Linked DNA regions of Zea mays: region 1 is linked to region 2. The links are chromatin contacts, called in public Hi-C maps. All regions are on one chromosome and are shown on one strand. Each heading gives the region's core, a stretch centred on a gene start, on an enhancer-like site or on the middle of the called end of the contact. The rest is flanking DNA. Distances are from core to core; before and after follow the strand shown. Region 1 holds the start of LOC100281237 (phosphoglycerate kinase). Region 2 holds the start of LOC100274522.

Region 1 (4,557 bases), core at 1,201-3,700, 220 kb after region 2:
TCCTTCCAACAATTCCAGGCTAGCGCCACCTCCCGTGGAAATGTGGCTCATAACGTCAGCAACTCCCACCTTCTCGACGGCGGCGACGGAGTCTCCGCCTCCGATGATAGTTGTGACGCCCTTGCCGCTGAGTTCTGCCAGCTTCTTTGCCACAGCCTACAAAAGACGCATCAGCAGGATTAGGTTTCTTTTATCGTTAACCTCTCCTCAGTCCTCAGTTCGATAGCTAAGCTGTATCAGCGTGTTTGAGCAGTGCTTTACCTCGGTTCCTACAGCGAACTTGTCAAATTCGAAGACACCCATGGGCCCGTTCCAGATGACCGTCTTGGTTGTATCCAGGGCTGCGTTGAATGAAGCGACAGAATCTGGGCCAATATCCAGGCCCATCCAACCATCAGGAATTGCAGATGCTGGAACAATCTGTAGGAAAAAAAAAATTATATGGTCAAGTTTCTCCCTACGCAGCAGAACTGAGAGATGCTTCAGCTCCACTACAAAAGATCTGCTGATTAGGAAAAAGAGAAGATGCAACAAACCTGGCTGTTAGCATCAGGGGCAAACTTGTCAGCAATGACAACATCGGTTGGCAGCATAAGGGAGACACCCTTTTCCTTAGCCTTTGCAAGTAGAGACGTTGCAAGCTCGAGTTTGTCTTCCTCGACCAATGAAGCACCAACAGGGAGACCTTGTGCCTTGTAAAACGTGAAGATCATACCACCACCCAAGAGAAGGATATCACACTTCTCCAACAGGGACTCAATAACCCCGATCTTGGATGACACCTTTGAACCACCCACGATGGCAGCAAAAGGGCGTTTAGGGCTTGAAACAGCTCCGACAAGGTAGTCGAGTTCCTGCAAATTGATTTTATTAGATATAAAAGGATCAGATTGAGATCAAGGAGGGGCGTCTTTCATAGAGTTACAAAATGGAACATGTAGACATAGAGAGATAACCTTCTGCAGAAGGAACCCTGCAACAGAAGGCTGCAAAAACTTGGTAACTCCCTCGGTCGATGCATGCGCCCTGTGGGCTGTTCCAAATGCATCGTTAACATAAAGATCTGCTAGGGAGGCAAGCTTCTGTGCAAACTCTGGGTCATTCTTCTCCTCTTCCTTGTAGAATCTTACGTTCTCAAGCAGCAGAACCCCACCGTTGGGCAAGGCCGCCACCAGCTTCTCAACTTCAGGGCCAATAACATCGTCGGCTTTTTGCACCTATTTGTATGTATAGATACGCTTTAGTCAGAACAATCAATTAGCACATGTGATTTCATTACAAGTACCAATGATGTAGAATAAATCAATACCTGAATGCCAAGAAGCTCAGACAACCGTCCTACAAGGGGAGCTAAGCTAAACTTGGGTGTAAAACCCTTAGGGCGACCCTGCACATCCAGAGCAAAAGGGAGGATATTAATCATGACTGGATGAAAAGATTATTAAGCAGCAATCTGAGATAAATATATTGGTTCAGCAAATCTTTCATAAAATTATCATTGAACCCAATAAGAAAATCTGCAACTAATAGCCAATCTGTATATACAAAACCAGAACTTTAAATAAACAATATCCTATGCAGGTCCTTGGCTGCTACATTGTGACTTGTGAGTGTATGCGAAGAGCAACAGTTACAGAGTCCAATTTTCTAAATTGGAGTCACAAACAGATTCTGAATTAAAAGAGCAGTTTTTCCCTACTTATGTAAGTTCTTTTTTCCTAAAATAAGTATCTTTCACCTTTGCAGAAATTACCAGTTTGTGCCCAAAAACGAAAATAGAATTGATATACTGATAGTTAGCTATGTTGAAGATAAGCTAAAATCATATAGCATGGGAAGCAAAATCACAACTAATAGCTAGGGTCCATATGTATGTACTCCCTCCGTTCTTCTTTATTTGTCGCGGTTTAGTTCAAAAATGAACTAGCGGGCGACAAATAAAATGAGCAAATCAGATTATCACAAAGACCTGAATCCAAGGAGTACTGAATTCCTACATAGTGTGAAGAGCGTGGATATGGGAAGGTCGGACGCCGGGAACTCACCAAGTGGCTTGAGAGGATGACCTTGGCGCCCTTGCTGAGGATGTACTGGATGGTGGGGATGGCGGCCCGGATGCGGGTGTCGTCGGTGATGTTCTGGTTCTCGTCGAGCGGCACGTTGAGGTCGGCGCGCACGAAGACGCGCTTCCCCTCGAGGTCGGCCTCCGTGAGTTCCCCTACGCTCTTCTTCGCCATGGTGGCCATGGCCCGCGTGCCACGCCCGGAGAACGCCTGCCGGCATCGCGACGCGACGTGGACCGCGAGCCGCGCGTCGCCCGCCGCGAAAGCCAGAGACCGTGCCGGCTGGCACGCCGTGGCGAGGCCTCCCCTGCGCAGCGGGGCGGCGGCGGCGGCGGCTGCCCTGGTGGCCGCGCGGGCCGCGAGGGAGAGGGAGGTTGGAGGGGCGGCCGCGGACGCCATTGGGATTCGGGGGGCGGAGGCGACGGCGGCGGCTGGAGCGCAGGGACAGAGAGGGAGCGATTCGGGAGGGCGGGAAGAAGGCTTTGTGGACGATAAAGTGGGGAGGAGATTTGCTTATCGCTGGCGAGAGGTCAGGACGACGGTTCCGGTGGGTGTGTGGGGGAGGAGACGGCGGTGATCGATTACGGCGATGGATGGCGACGTGTGGGGGCTCGGTGGCTTCGTTTTCCCCTGTCCTCTGTGTGATCTGGGATCGCCGTCCCTTCTCAGTCCCACATTTCCGAAACTCGGTGAGTTTACTGGATTTGTCCAAAGGCGGCAGCCCTCAAAAAATAAGTTTTACTCCATACTCGCCAAGCTTTGCAGCCGGCCGCGTTCTCGCCTAAGGTGAATTCCCTACCGGAACAGAACAGGCCGTCGTCTATCTGTGTTCGGCTGCAGCCGCACTGGAAGAAGAAGCTGCGGCTGTCGTTTTTTTCAATCCCACCCAATTCAAGATCAAAACGAACAAGCCAGCGCTGGGTTCTATTCTGCTTAGTGCTGGTCAAGCCGCTGCTGTGGCAGAGTCCGAGATCAGACCATTGTGAAAGCGGCAGCCGTCAGGGACCTTGGCCACGAGTTCTTTCTATCTTGCATATTTGCATCGAGAAATCTTACTCTTCTTCTTCATATACTAGGTGAGTGCCCGTGCGTTGCAACGTAAACATATAATACCACAATAACTTATGTACAAATGTGTGTTATACTATTATAAGAAAATATTTGAGCTTGCACAAACACACTATTTTTACCTCTAACTTGCAATAGTCGTAAATCTTTGTATTTATAAGAAAGAAAAGAATGTCTGAAGTACAAGCCTTCCTGTAAAGGGAGGATGAGACCCACCAAATAACAGAATTACATCTATGGTACTAAACAAAAAAACGCAAACCCCAGACACACAATACGCCTAAAAATAATCCAGATGTCTCCAAATCAAACAAACACATACTATTGATTCCAGAATTTCACCATTTGAAAAAAAAATAAATGAAGGTTAACCTTACAATACAAAATAAACTTCTGTCTTGCGAGGAACAGTAGATTGTTTCTATGAAACAAATGCAAGTACTGTGAGGGTATGGCGGCGTGGTGGCCGGGTCGGGGTTGACGCAGTTTGTGGGGTCTCATACGAAGAAAAAGGTATCTACAAGTCAAGAATCAAGTAAAACCAGATTCTTAGTCATATTCTCCAGATGTAAAAAGTAAAAGTGGGCTGCATTTTAATAAGTGCACCATGACAGGGAATATGGAGACAGAACATTGCTGGATCAAACATATCGTTTTTAGCTTTTAGGTAATAGTATGATTTTGGAAGGATTACATTTCGACAGTTTTATACTGAGAGGCGATGCAACAGAAAATCACAATAAAGTTGAAATGCAAAAGAATATGAAAAATATTACATCCATCAAAAGAAAGTCATGTACGGTTGTACACTGAACTGCAGCCTTCTAGTCACAAAAACTAAGAAGCACAAAAACATGTTTTTGTGAGTCATGCTGGCAACACAAGCGTAGGTTCAAGAACATAAACGTGTGATGAGCCCATGTAATATCATCACAAATCGCTGCATGTTTCTTTGGGTGCAGAATGAGAATAATAAACACAAATTAAAAGGTCAGACGTGTACTAACCTGAGAAGAACAATGAAGATTTTTGGAAATCAACCATTCTACAGGGTGGAAAGAGATGGACCAAATTAAATTATGTACATAGTAAATTTTATAATTAATGTTATTGCTAGAAAGTTTTGAAAGGGAATTAGGCTTACACCTAGTTCCTATATAATTTTGGTGGTCGAATTGCCCAACACAAATCTTTGGACTAACTTGTTTGCCCAAGTGTATAGTGTATACAGGTGTAAAAGGTTCACACTCAGCCAATAAAAAGACCAAGTTTTGGATTCAACAAAGGAGCAAAGGGGCAACCGAAGGCACCCCTGGTCTGGCGCACCGGACTGTCCGGTGTGCCACCGGACAGTGAACAGTACCTGTCCGGTGCACCAGGGGACTCAGACTCAAACTCGCCACCTTCGGGAATTTCCAAGGCGACT
Region 2 (4,478 bases), core at 996-3,495:
CCAGCCCAGCCGGTCACCGCTGCCTGCCTTGCCGGGAGAGACTCTGAAAATCAGACTGCATACGTTATACATCTGCTGAGCTGCACACAGAATCCAGAGGAACGAGGCTTTAGCAGTCCGATAACTAGACAACAATCTGAGAAGCAGGCATGTAGCAGTACTGCAATAGTATCAGTGAAGTGTTGTATTAGTACAAATGTATAATATCCGTGCAATAACCTTTCTAAACTAGTTACAGGAGTTCTTTCAGAGCAGACAGTGCAGAACGACAATAAACCTGGACATGAGACCGTATCTTTCTCTTTGCAGCAGAATCCTCCTGACAGCTGGTCAACTACTAAATTTAAGCTGGGTTAAGGCAGTACTGAAAGCCCAACACCGTATGCACACCACCACAACCTTGCTACGTGATCCCACATCATGAACAAAGTACAATCGGGCTAGTGGTATTCCAGAGAAACTCTGGGCGGAAAAAAAATCCTCTACGTTCTGCAGAATGAACAAACAATCTGACGATTTTGTAGTCGTCCTGTAATTGCAGAAAAATAAAATAAAAAATCTTGCACCCACAGAAATGACCTTTTTTCAGATGTAAACAGTGTTCAGTGCATTTATATTAGTTCAATATAATCTCAGCTATACACACTGAACACCAGCACAAGAAGCATGGACCACAGTGGAGGTAGTTCCACTCATTATCAGTTCCTCAATTCTTCTAATTACATGAAAATTTGACCTTTCAAGCAAGCCAAAAGAAGCTGGCACTGGCAGAGGCCCCAAAAAAAAAAAACTGCCAATCAGGCAAACGCGCTCATTCAGCCAGGGGATCAGAACTCACGAAGCTCGCAACAACATCCATGGAATGACGCAAGCCTTCTGGGACATCAATTTCCCGTGACATCCCTCGCACTTCATCGATCCTGCAGTCCGCGGCTGCCGGTCTTGAGCTCTCCTCCCAGCCGCCTCCAACCTCCGAGTTGCCGTTGAAGCACAGAGCAGGATCGGCACACGCCACGGAGCCCACACTGCACGGCTTCTGAAAAGGGAGCACGCCGCCGACCTCGGCGTCGATCTTGCCCCGGATATCGAGCAGGAGACCCCGGAGCCTCGCCACCTCCGCCTCCAAAGCTGCATGGCCCTGCAGCCGTCTCTGGAGCTGCTGGTTGGCGGCGCGGAGCTTCTTGACCTCCTCTTCCAGAAAGGCCGCGTGCGCCTTCTTCTTCTCCCGGTACTTGCGCACAGCTTCCCTGTTCCCCAGCGGTCTGCGCGGCTTCGCCGAGTCCTCCCTGGCGTCGTCGTCGTCCTCCCCGCCGCTGCCCAGGACCAGGGTGTGCGCGTGCAGGCACGTGTGGGTGTGCATGGCGACCGAGGGGCCGGGCGGGTTGCAGCTGTGCGTGTGGGTGCAGGTCGTCGTGGCGCTGTTGAAGAACTCGTCGAAGCTGTCAGGCATCTCCGGGTGGGAGAAGAGCAGTTGGCAGGGGAGGTCAGCTCCATCGTCCATTGTGGCAGAGAATGTGTGCCGAGAACAAATTTCTCCGCCTGTGGTCAACGGACAAGTCGCACAAGAAAGATGCCTGAAAAGAGAGAGAGAGGTGAAGGAATCAAGAGCTTGTCTAAAAGATGTTCCTTGAAGGGTCTTGAAGCTTTAATAAGAACTGAATTTCTGAGCAACGGTTGCTGGGGGGCAAACTAACGGATCACATCACAAATGAAACAAACTTGCAGGTGCAGGGCAGTAGACCTCACCACTCAGCAGTAGAACCCGGGAGGGAGGAAGGAAACACTCGAGAAAGGACACCAAACTCCAAGAAATGGTGAGCTGCCCGAATTCGGTGGAGGTAAATTCACAAAAAAAGATAGTAGAGGTTGGAAGGGTGAGGACTGGAAACCACCTAGGAGGTATCGGTAAGCTAGCCGGAAAAGCAGGATTCCGGCATCAGAATATCGGAGCGACGATATGGAATCGACGGTAGGGCGTCTCTCGTTCCCTCGCCGCCGAGCTAGCTAACCTCTAGCGGGTAGAAATTTTGTACCTCCCCTTTCTCTCCTCCCCTTTCGCCTTTTCTCGGATTCTTTCTTTATGGTGTCGCCACCGATCTTTTTGGCGACGTCCGATCCAGTGCGTTGCGTTTTAGCTGCGATTGGAGAGGAGAATCCCGGAAAGGGAGCGGCGTTCTGTGTCGTGGAGGAGGAGATGGGACGCCGACGTGATCCGATCAGTGGTGGGCGGTGGAGACGGAGGGAGGGGACGATTCCCTGTTCTTGCCAGTGCTGGGAGGTTTTTGTTGGCTCGCAATGACCGAATCTTTTTGCTTGCGGTGGCCTGCCACTTGGCCTGGTTTTGTCTTTCAGTTGGACTTTTTTGCACCTCAATATTGTTGCCTAGTTGACAATGCACGTCATTGTTCATAAATAACACGAACATGCCAGCAGAGAAGAGTCGGTAAAGTTGCTACAATATTATTCAATCAAACTATATAAAGAGGTAGAATGGAGAAAGCTTATGTATAAAACTTGAGCATCCAAGTGTTGTTTAATACCCATTCTGTCATAATTTATAATTTATTTCACTTTTTTAAATCCAATTTGACCGATTCGTTTTATTAATTTTTTTACGAAAAATAAAAAAATTAAATTCATACTTAAAGTATATTGCTCTCTGTCTCAATTTATAATTTGTTTGATTGTTTACTAACTTTGACCGACTTGTCTTATTCAAAAATATTATAATTATTATTAGTTTTCACTGTGATATTATTTATCATATAATATATTTTAAGTATTGTTTTGATTTTTTTGATTTTTGATTTTTTGGAATAAGACAAACCGATCAAATTTGATATAAAAAAGTCAAATGAATTATAAATTAGCATGAAGAGAGTATATGTTAAATGATATCAGATAAAAAAAATAATAATTATGAATTTTTTTGAACTTGGTTAAAATCACGAATTAGGCACGTTCCATTCAGGATCCCATCCAATGTTCCCAAAATTGTGGTATGCCCGACCATCCACCCTATTCTTAGATGAATGTTGTCCCACGCTCTTTCTCCTCTTCATCCCATCTTCTCTTGAATTACCATTTTAATGTATGCATGTTTTCTGTCTTTTTTAAATAGACAGGAGATCTACCTAATATATTGAAAAGGAGAAAAATGACATGGTAAAATGGTTTAGAACAACCAGGATAAGATCCTAGGCACACGGGCCACTAGCCTAAGGAAAGGGGGAAAAACGAAAACAACCCACAATTAAGAAAAGCATCTAAGAAGATAAGGGAATTATCAGATGTCTAGCCTCTTCCAACTTTCAGGGTGCCGCCTCACACTCTATTTTTACAACAGTTTATTGGTGTCTCGAGAATCTGAGATCAAAGATTCTCGCATTTCTTTCCCGCCAGATTTACCAAATCAAAAAAATCAACAACGATATGAGGCCTTTCCTATTACATTATGCCGACGTGGCTGATCTCTCCCATCAGGGCATAAGGGAGTGGAAGTGCCCCCAATTAGACTGTTTTAGGTCCTCAATGGCCACTCACTAATCCTCATTTTGTCGACCACAAAGGTCACTTTCAACCCTAATCCTCCTTTTGTCGACCACAAAGGTCAAGCCCACACACTAATCTTTGCTCACACGAGCGGGTAACACAAACTTTTTTGTGGTCTTTCACAAGATTTGGAGACTCACAAGCGACACCTAGTCGTTTAGGGGCTTGAAGCTCCAAAAGTAATAAATCCACAAAGAACTCGATGTAGTATCAAAGCTCGAATCAAGAAGACCAAGAAGGATTTAGAGATGAAGCACAAAACCCACAGCTCTCAATCTCACTCAAAGATTTCTCTCAAATTTTTTGAAATGGAAGAGGCAAGAGATATGTGTGAGAGAGTGGGAGGTGTTTCTGAGGTTAGAAATGGAGTTTGGTGCACGCTCTTGTGTGGGGGAGAGAGGCAGGGGTGAGTATATATAGGTGGGACTCCAAAACTAGTCGTTTGACTTTTGTGCTCAAATACGGCTGAGCCGGTATTAAAAACCAGCTGAGCTGGTTTTCTGCATAACATATTCGAGTCGACCCACCGGTTGAGTAGCAGATTGGACCAGAGGGAAAACCGACTGAGCCGGTCCAGAAACCAGATGAGCTGGTATTTCAATCCCGGCTGAACCAACATGAATCCCGGCTGAACCAGTATTTTTCAGAGAGCAATTTTGGCCAAGATAAACTTAAAAAGGTTGTACTACATATTTTCATTAAGGATTAACAAGGGTAAAATAGAAGTTTTGGATCAAGGATTTTTGGCTTTAGTACCAACACCTTTTTGGATCACCCTTGATAGTACAACGATTCCTATACTCAAGTTAAATAAAATATAATTAAGTAAATTCCTTGAGTCATTAGTGTCTCATGTGTGATTCTACATAGTGTTGCTTCGTAAGGATCACAAACATCTTTGTGTCACATTTTGAAGCAAACAAAAA

Evidence for each region. Hi-C and Micro-C count contacts between places; a contact is called where the count stands out from the background.
Region 1: a Hi-C map of ear shows a contact between it and region 2, with 2.5 times the contacts expected there. The contact joins the promoter of LOC100281237 here to the promoter of LOC100274522 in region 2. A contact is called at or near these places in 2 of 25 Hi-C or Micro-C datasets (ear and tassel).

What each region holds. Positions count from the first base shown.
Region 1 is chr6:167,708,861-167,713,417 of Zm-B73-REFERENCE-NAM-5.0, forward strand. It overlaps LOC100281237 (phosphoglycerate kinase), which reads right to left and starts at 2,451. Exons shown (of 7, transcript NM_001154156.3): 1 at 2,046-2,451; 2 at 1,310-1,387; 3 at 957-1,217; 4 at 537-854; 5 at 262-420; 6 at 1-156. The coding sequence starts at 2,246.
Region 2 is chr6:167,487,609-167,492,086 of Zm-B73-REFERENCE-NAM-5.0, forward strand. It overlaps LOC100274522, which reads right to left and starts at 2,246. Exons shown (of 1, transcript NM_001148879.1): 1 at 587-2,246. The coding sequence starts at 1,501. The coding sequence ends at 812.